Linked DNA regions of Mus musculus: regions 1 and 2 are each linked to region 3. The links are chromatin contacts, called in public HiChIP or PLAC-seq maps. All regions are on one chromosome and are shown on one strand. The core of a region is the stretch at or near the end of the contact, and the rest is flanking DNA. Distances in the headings are between cores, read along the strand shown. Region 1 overlaps Kirrel3 (kirre like nephrin family adhesion molecule 3). Region 2 overlaps Kirrel3 (kirre like nephrin family adhesion molecule 3). Region 3 overlaps Kirrel3 (kirre like nephrin family adhesion molecule 3).

Region 1 (2,731 bases), core at 23-2,522, 480 kb before region 3:
TGTGTAGGGGGCTACTCATTACCTCTCCATTCAGATGGGGCCCATTGCTAGGACCATGTGGGGAGGGGAGGAAGTCTCAGAGAAGCCCAGGCCTGGAGATGCATTATTCATGCATCCCCTCACAGGATTGGTTATTATCCTGAACCACTATAGAGTTTGGTCTCCTAATTTTTAATCACAAGGAAGGTGGAAGCGTTAGCCTTTTTGTGATTAATCGGGAGATAAAAATAGTTGACTGTTTTGGTGTTGCTCCTGTTGTCAGTCAGGAACTAAATTTGCATTAACTGTTGGGGGACCGAGGCCTGGGGAAGACCCGGGGAAGACCCGAGTGGAGCCCAGGCAGTCTCTGGTTTTGAGCCTGCTTCACACAGGGCCAACCAGAGTGAACATACATACCTGACCCAACTGGCCCCTTGAACAGAGGGGAGCAGAAACTCCCATTCAGGTCCTCATCATAGAGGTGGTGCCTCTTTGTAGTTGACCTTTCTGTCACCCTGGGTTTGGGTAGCATCTAGGCTCGGTCTCTTCTTCTGAAGTGTCTTTCCTCTGGCACCTGCCCTACAGTGGGCAGTGTAAGGCATCTATCGCTCACCCTCTGTGGGTGGGGAGCCCCTGAAAACCCTCTCTGAGCTCTGCTACAAAGAACAAGGGCATCTCTTTGGAGGGATAGGATGGGGAGATATTACACAGTCCACTCTACATGGACACAAAGAAACTGAGGCCCAAGAGAAAAAGGCTAGCCCAAGGTTATCAGGGAGGAAGCAAAGAAGGAAAAGAGGATTTGGAAGGCACATCCAGGCAGGTAAAGCTTCTACTTGTTGATATATTAAGCTAGCCTCCCCTCTGACACCCACCCTCACCCCATTCAACAAGATTCTGTATCTAGAAGCACCATAGGACCTTATAGTTATCCCTGAGATGACCTTGAACTTGGAGCTGGAGCTTGTGGTCAAGGTTTCTTCCCTTGCAACATGAGTTGGATAGAAGGCTGCCTAGGGCTAGGGTTGGAGGACTGTTGTCCCATTCTGGGCTGCTGTCAGCTCACTGCTTTTGTGCTTGACAACTGTATAGAGTCAAGCTCATTTAAGTCATTGGTTTTGGTTTACCAGCTTGGTCAACCCCCTTCCCCACTCAGCCCTGCCCCCAGAGCAGCCCAGATTCATTGTCTTGGGGTAACAGTGAGGATGTTTCATCCCATTGGTCACCCAAGTGGTTTCCTGGTTGGGTTTCCAGGAATTCCTCAGATACCATGTCAACCCAGATGGCTGGCTCCACAGACAGCCATCTGGGCACAACTGCCTTGTGAGTCAGCAACAGCCACACAGAAGGCTTTGTGTGGCAGCAGGAAGGATGGGAAGCCAGCCAGGCCATCTTCTTGCTTTCAGCCAGCATGGGGGGAACTCACAGAAGTTAGGCTTTGACAGGGCTGATCTTTAACTGACCAGCAGTGAATTCTCCATCCTATAATGGAGACATTTATGCAAAACTTGAATTCGTCCTGTCCCTGTTCTACCTCAAATCCTCTGGGGCTCCCACACTGTACTTGAAACATGACTTGCACTTAGAGTTGCCCACAAACACTTTCACCCATGATCCCTAGTATCCATGAGACACCAGTCCACCCATCTTTCTTTGTCCCCAGGCCCTGGCCCATCAGCCCCTCTGCATAAGGGTCAATAAGGGTGCCATCGTCTCCCCAGAGGGGCTTGCTCTGGTCACCCTGTGTAACACCCCCATGGCTTTCTGTTGCAGTTCTCATTTTGTCTTCTTCATCGACGAACGGCAAAGAACAGGAAAGGTCTTATCTGCCATGGTCCTGGTGGCATTGCTGTGCCTAGGTCAGTACCCAACTCACAGGGACATCTATATACATTTGTTGAATAAGTAGTGAAAGATCCTCTTGGGAGGAAGCACAGACATTGTTTTATGAGGTCCATATTTTTATAGTTTCTCTCTCTCTCCCTCCTTCCCTCCCTGCCGTGTGTGTGTGTGTGTGTGTGTGTGTGTGTGTGTGTGTGTGTGCTCATTCAGGGTACATTTGGGGGAGTGGTGGGCAAAGTTCTTCCTTGGTCTGGATAGACAACTGTGGAGGAACCTCTAAGCTCTAGAGAGAAGGATGCTGGAGCTAAGGAGGCTTAATGTTCGAAGTGGTTCGTAGCCTGCCTCCTTGGAGCCTGAGGCTTCTTAGCAGAGAAGAGGCAGCAACCCCAATTTGCCTGATTCACAGGCTGGAGAGAGGCTGCAGGCTAAGCTCAGAGATGTTTGACTGTTGACAGTCTATACGTCCTCTTTCAGGGGTCCACCCAGCTCCTGCCCTGGCAGCTCTGGGGAAGGATTGGGGAGCAGCCTGGGCTGTACCATGAGTCCCAGTGTTGACTAGAGCTGGAGAAGGGCAGCTGGAGTCAACCATCAAAAGAGCTTCAGAATTTTCTTTGTGTTCTCTCAGTGACAGCCCTATATAATGGTTAGCCAATGTTTCTTTTTGCCCTCTCCCATCCCACAGCCCTTGATCCTTCTGTTCTCCCCATGCCTACTTGGTGTCCTGAACTTTGGATCCTTTGGCTGCCATACAACTCCTCTCTTTGGGCTGATAACGAGACCCCAGGAACTCAAGGCTTATGCCCGGAGGCATCCAGAGGCTACATCTTCACTGGTGAGCTTGCTAAAGACTGGGAACATTTTCGAATATCCACGATTGAGGGCCACTGCTCTAAGGGTCTGCTAGAAGAAA
Region 2 (2,722 bases), core at 115-2,614, 440 kb before region 3:
TCCTTCCTTCCTTCCTTTCTTCCTTCCTTCCTTCCTTCCTTCCTTCCTTCCTTCCTTCCTTCCTTCCTTCCTTCCTCCCTCCCTCCCTCCCTCCCTCCCTCCCTCCCTCTCTCTCTCTCTCTCTCCCTCTCCCTCCCCCTCTCCCTCTCCCTCCCCCCTCTTTCTTTTTTAACTTGTGTGTGTGTGTGTGTGTGTGTGTCTGTGTGTGTGTGTGTGTGTGTGTTTGCACTGGTGGTTCTAAGGCCTAAGGAAAATGTGGGAAGTCAGTGTTAGAGACAAAGCATAGGACATGCTGAGCAGGCAGGCATGGCTATGGGTATTGGCTCTAGGAAAATGCTATCCATATTCAGTGGTGTTTGCAATGCAGAGTGGGGATGAGGACAGGGAGGACAGGGTGTAAGGAGAGAGAGACAGAGAGGAGGGAGGGAGGGAGAGAGAGTCCAAGATTCACAAAGAAAAGAGAAAGCAAGAGAAAAACAGAAGGAAAAGGGACTAGGGATTTGTTTACTTGGAAGGGGTCAAGAGTGACTTCAGGAGAGGAGCTTTGTTCCAGGAATCTAAGAGTACAGGACATCTTGGAAAGCTGGGCACAAGGCACCATACCTGCCCATTTCTGGGCATTCCTGACTCCCACCCCCAGGCCCCAGGGCCTGATTAAGCACTTAGGAGGCACTCAGGACACTTAGGAATTTGGGGCCTCAGTGCATATACACTGGTGATGAATAATAGATAAGTAAAAGTTTGAAGGCGATGAATCATTCAGCAGCTGCTGCGGCCAGGAGGCTGAATGCAAACACTGACCGCAGCCCTGGCCATAGGCGGCCCCTTGCTCTCTCTGCGGTCTTGGGCTCTAAGCCTCTTCATTTGTCCTATCAGGATGTTATCCATCTACGCCCTCACCTGAGTTCTGCTCTCCCCATAGCCTTTGCGCTATGGGATTATGCATGGGCTCCTTCTTTTGGCTCTGTCCTGGTTGCTTTCTCTCTTCAGAGCCCATTCTGGATAAGCTAAGGGTGGATGAGAGACAGGACAGGGTGGCTGACTGTACCAGGACGCATCAGTGCCTGTCCTTGGTCACTGATGTGGGGATCCATGGTCTTTCAAAAGGCTTGGCAGCATGATCTGTGAGCTCTTCTACACCTGAGACCATACTGTTCTCATCATGACACTAAAGGACCTTGCTCACCACAGCTAAGCTGGGCCAACCAAAAATGATGCCAAGGATCAGATGCATCCAAGGAGGACACTGCCTACCCATCTCCCACTTACTTGCCTGCCTTCTGATGGGCAAAGGGACAAGCCCAAGCAAGCGAAGCAGGGTTGCCAACTGCTGCTGGCCTCTGTGCAGCTGTCCACCCTGCCCTCCAGCCCAGCTCCCATCCTGCTGTTCTGCAATTAGGTCTGTCCCCTGCAGGCATCTTGGATGGAACTGTGGAGTTTTTTGTTGTTGTTGTCTTACAAGCTATCAGCAGCAGGATTTCACTCTCATGAGCTGTGGAAAACATCAGTGATGGGTTTGTTTGTATTTGCCTAATTAGGCAGGGAGCTTCGATGCTATCTCCAGGACTGGCAGCTTCTGTGGAAAACACACACAGGAGCGCAGCTTCGGAGGAATCTGTAGCTCTGTCTATGGTACCCTTGCTTTGTAGTCTCAAAGGAGGCAAAGATTCAGGGCATCTAGGTACTAGTCACGGTGTGTAGGTCCAAACTCCCGCTTATCTCTTCCATGTTCTGGAAGCTTTAGCTCTGTTGGATCTCAGCTTCCTTATCAGCAAAGTGGGGGTCTCACAGGTGAAGATTTCAACAGGATAATCTATGTAAGCTGGCTTTGAACTTATGTCAGTTTTGCACTGACCTTCCCAAGTGCTAAAATTACAGGTATTGGCTACCATGTCACCCTATCCTATACATGCTAATTTAAATACAAATGATGTCAGAGTGAAGGAGATGGCTCACTGTAAGTGTGAGGATTCATGTTCTGATCCTTAGCACCCAAAAAGTTGGGTGTGGTGGTGCTGGGGCCAAGGAACAGAGATCAGTAGATCCCTGGGGCTTATTATCAGTCAGTCAGTCAGTCAGTCAGTCAGTCAGTCAGTCAGTCTGCCAGCCAGTCAGTCTGGCCAACTGGTAAGCTCCAGGTTCAGTGAGAGAACATGTCTCAAAAATTAGGTAAAGACTGAAGAAGACAGCCAACATTGACCTCTAGCCTGTTCTATAAAGGTGGTTTGAATGAAAATCCCTCCCTAGGCTCAGTAGACAGTAGCACTATTAGGGGGTATGGCCTTGCTAGAGTAGATATGGTTTTACTGGAGGAAGTGTGTCACTGTGGACAGGCTTTGAGGTTTCAAATGCTCAAGCCAGGCTCAGTGTCACTCTCTTCACGCTGCCTGAAGATCCAGATGTAGAACTCTCAGCTCTTTGCCAGCATCATGTCTACCTTCATGCTGTCATGCTTCCCACCATGATGATAATGGACTAAACCTCTGAAACTGTAAGCCAGCCCCAGTTAAAAGCTTTACTTTGTAAGAGTTGCTATGACTATGGTGTCTCTTAACATCAATAAAAGCCACATGCATACATACACATAACACACACACACACACACACACACACACACACACACACACATACACACACACAGTGAAAAAAGTACAAATGGCAGAAAGGTAGAGTAGAGGTGTCTGTCTTTCTTTGGAAGAGAGTAGGCAGGGTCTCATCCAAC
Region 3 (2,832 bases), core at 327-2,826:
TAGGTGTCATGATAGAGAAATGACCGGGTATGGGATAGGAAAGGGGCTCTAATAGAAGAGCTGAGTGTTAGGAATATGATGATGTCCCCTGACAGAATTCAGACAATGGGAAAACAAATCATGAGTTTGCTTTTCCGAATACTACAATGAAGCCATCAAGGTGTACACAAGAGAGCATCATAGAGCAGAAAATAGAATGGCCTACAGGTACATATTTGTTGTTACTCTTAAAATTTGCTATCAGAGTGGTGTTAAGAAAGTGAACTTGGGACTAGACAAGAGCCAATTTGGATAAAAGAAGGACAACTTAAGGATCGCCAAGAAGTTATAATTTTTAGAAATGAATGTAGTATATTTAGCTCTCTATAGGCTAACATTAATACTATTTAAATAACTACCTGGTTGTAGTGGTTTGAATAAAATGGCCCCTCATAGACCCATAGAGAGTATGGCACATTAGGAGTTGTGGCTTTGTTGGAGTAGGTGTGCCCTTGTTGGAGGAAGTGGGTCATTGTTGGGACAGGCTTTAAAGTCTTATATGCTCAAGCTATGCCCAGTGTGGTTCACAGTCTCCTTTTCCTGCCTGCAGATCAAGATGTGGAATTCTCAGCTCCTTCTCCAGCACCATGTCTGCCTGCATGGCCATCATGTTTTTCACCATAATGATAATGGACTAAACCACTGAAACTCTAAACCAGCTCCCAATTAAATGTTTTCCTTTATAAGAGTTACTTGTGAACATGGTATCTCTTCATAGCAATAGAAACCTTAATTAAGAAAATGCTACTATAAACAATGTCTTCACACACACACACACACACACACACACACACACATCTATCTATCTATCTATCTATCTATCTATCTATCTATCTATCTATCTATCTATCTATCTACCTACCTACCTACCTACCTACCTATCTATGGCCTAAAATTTTTGATGCAGACTTTAATGTTTAAAGCTTCATATCACAGACCCACATCTTGGAATGACCTATTACCCTTTTTTTTTTTTAAACTTAAAAAGAAAATAACCAGTTGAATTATAATGGTCGCTTTAGTTTTACAAGACATTCTCTCTTTTTATTCTTAAAGTTCAGCCCTTGGCTAAAGCAGGCCCTTGAATAGTGCTAACATGCTGCTGTGAAAGAGCACACACATAGGCTGACTTCTTAGCAGAGTTCTGTAGCCTTCAGACCCACATTGGGCATGCAGTCTAATGGCTGTTTTTAGTTGGAAGATAACAAAAAAGAATCATGTGTGTTCTAGATGTAAGAAGAAGAGGCCTAGCACCTTTAGGGGCACTGAAGAAAGGTTCTCTGAAAAGAACCTGTTCCCTACCACCTGACTCCCTGAGGGAAGATCAGTTAAGCATGTCTGGAAAATAGCTTGCCTTTTACAGTGCTATTTAACCTGTGTCTGAATGTCTAAGGCCTCAAGGCTCACAAGCTCAATGGCCCCTTCAGTGTAGAAAGAGTCCAGGCCCGGAGCACTGGGGCACCCTTCAGCTCTACCCCAGGGGCAGTCTATCCTCAGGGTGTTTCCCAGCCTGTGCCTGCAGGCTTCTGTTGGCATGCTGGAGGACAGATCTGAGCTTCTGCCTGGCACATTCCCTTGTTGGGGACTCTGCCAGGGATGGCAGCCTTTAAACGCCTCATTAATATTCAAATCTATTCAAGTCATTTCAATTTGAATTCTATGCATATTATCAGATAGAACAAAATGCAAATATATACAAATTCATCCATATGAAGAAATAAATAGGAGAAGCTGTGCATAATGGGATTATAATCATTTTCAGAGTTTGTCCCTCTCCTTTAATTCCCCAAGCCCCAAGGCCTGGAGTTGTTCTTGATGCTCCCACCTGGGACAGTTTAGTGGCAAAATAATCCTTCTTGGACACAGGTCCTTTGAGGGCTGAACCCTTTATAAACCCATTTCAAGACATTACCATGAGATACCGATTGTTTCCCTCTCTGGCTCTTTGAGTGGAGTTGGAAGGTTGACTGTGGTATATTCAGACTCTGGGAGGTCTAGGATCTGGCTTAGGCAGAGCTGACCCCTCTGGCCATTGACAGGCCAAGGTCTCAGAGAAGGTGCTTCATGGTCTCAAACTTCCCCAGGAATCTTTTTGCACCTGTGGGTCACCTGAACAGGGAGAGCTAAAGTCTCACCCTCCTAAAACACTCTCTAATAAGAACCAGACTTCTTGACCACTTTAAAGGACATTGACTGAATTCAAAGAGCAAAATGGTCCTGTGATATGCCTGATATTCTACCCTGCTCCATCAAGTGTAAAGACAGACCAACAAATGGGTCCTCCAGTTCTCAGCCTTCCTGTCTGTCCAAGTTCCCCACCTTCTTTCACCAGATACTCATTCAAAAGCCAGACACTCAAGCACAAGCCTGGGGAGAAAAAGCTAAGTACAGGCGGCAAACCTCTTCCTAACTGCAGCAGACCAAACGCAGAAAACCACAGCAAGCATTTCTCCTTTCTCTCTCACTGTTGTTGCTACTGGATCTCTATTTCGTTTCAATTACTCCAAAGACAGGAGGAGGCCCCGGGTATATGGTGTTTTAAAGGGGGAGTTCTCTTGCTCTATGCTAATGAAGGCAAAGTCAATTGCTATTAAGAACCATTTAGTGCGATTTAACTACAGAATCTAATAGATGCTCCCCTAATCTCTCCCCTACGGAACTCAACGATAGCAGTGGCTCCATTGAATAATGCAGGCGTAATTTATGTCAATCCATAGTATAATAACCATTTCGTATTCAACAACCTTTATTTAATAATCCACAACTACTTTATTTATAGATATAAATGGCAGA

The links. HiChIP or PLAC-seq counts read pairs in DNA pulled down with a chosen protein or histone mark.
Region 1: a contact with region 3 is called in an H3K27ac HiChIP or PLAC-seq map of oligodendrocyte precursor cells, with 7 times the contacts expected there. The contact joins two enhancer-like sites. A contact is called at or near these places in 1 of 39 promoter capture datasets (hippocampal neurons), 2 of 15 datasets of contacts at CTCF or cohesin (both in the NIH/3T3 cell line), 4 of 484 Hi-C or Micro-C datasets (cardiomyocytes, cochlea, olfactory sensory neurons and 1 more), 12 of 115 datasets of contacts at active chromatin or transcription factors (VIP interneurons, embryonic basal ganglia, embryonic forebrain and 7 more) and 1 of 9 other capture datasets (embryonic stem cells).
Region 2: a contact with region 3 is called in an H3K27ac HiChIP or PLAC-seq map of VIP interneurons, with 3 times the contacts expected there. The contact joins two enhancer-like sites. A contact is called at or near these places in 4 of 39 promoter capture datasets (embryonic stem cells, hippocampal neurons and liver), 3 of 15 datasets of contacts at CTCF or cohesin (embryonic stem cells, pro-B cells and stem cell-derived epiblast-like cells), 30 of 484 Hi-C or Micro-C datasets (the AML12 cell line, the C2C12 cell line, the HL-1 cell line and 12 more) and 10 of 115 datasets of contacts at active chromatin or transcription factors (the NIH/3T3 cell line, VIP interneurons, astrocytes and 7 more).

The regions. Positions count from the first base shown.
Region 1 is chr9:34,984,917-34,987,647 of GRCm38.p6, reverse strand. All of the region lies in intron 4 of Kirrel3 (kirre like nephrin family adhesion molecule 3), which reads right to left. Kirrel3os (a long non-coding RNA gene) reads left to right here. Exons shown (of 16, transcript XR_003948304.1): 4 at 1,753-1,838; 5 at 2,504-2,653. Among named protein-coding and RNA genes, the nearest start is that of Kirrel3os, 21 kb to the left of the region's middle. Within about 2 kb of position 1,272, at least 61 of the 459 cell types and tissues checked have an H3K27ac peak or open chromatin away from gene starts, as enhancers often do. A contact at or near this core is called in oligodendrocyte precursor cells, where this site is marked.
Region 2 is chr9:34,941,238-34,943,959 of GRCm38.p6, reverse strand. All of the region lies in intron 3 of Kirrel3 (kirre like nephrin family adhesion molecule 3), which reads right to left. The region is part of intron 9 of Kirrel3os (a long non-coding RNA gene); the gene reads left to right. Among named protein-coding and RNA genes, the nearest start is that of Kirrel3os, 65 kb to the left of the region's middle. Within about 2 kb of position 1,364, at least 21 of the 459 cell types and tissues checked have an H3K27ac peak or open chromatin away from gene starts, as enhancers often do. A contact at or near this core is called in VIP interneurons, where this site is marked.
Region 3 is chr9:34,506,110-34,508,941 of GRCm38.p6, reverse strand. All of the region lies in intron 1 of Kirrel3 (kirre like nephrin family adhesion molecule 3), which reads right to left. Among named protein-coding and RNA genes, the nearest start is that of Kirrel3, 19 kb to the right of the region's middle. Within about 2 kb of position 1,576, at least 12 of the 459 cell types and tissues checked have an H3K27ac peak or open chromatin away from gene starts, as enhancers often do. A contact at or near this core is called in VIP interneurons and oligodendrocyte precursor cells, where this site is marked.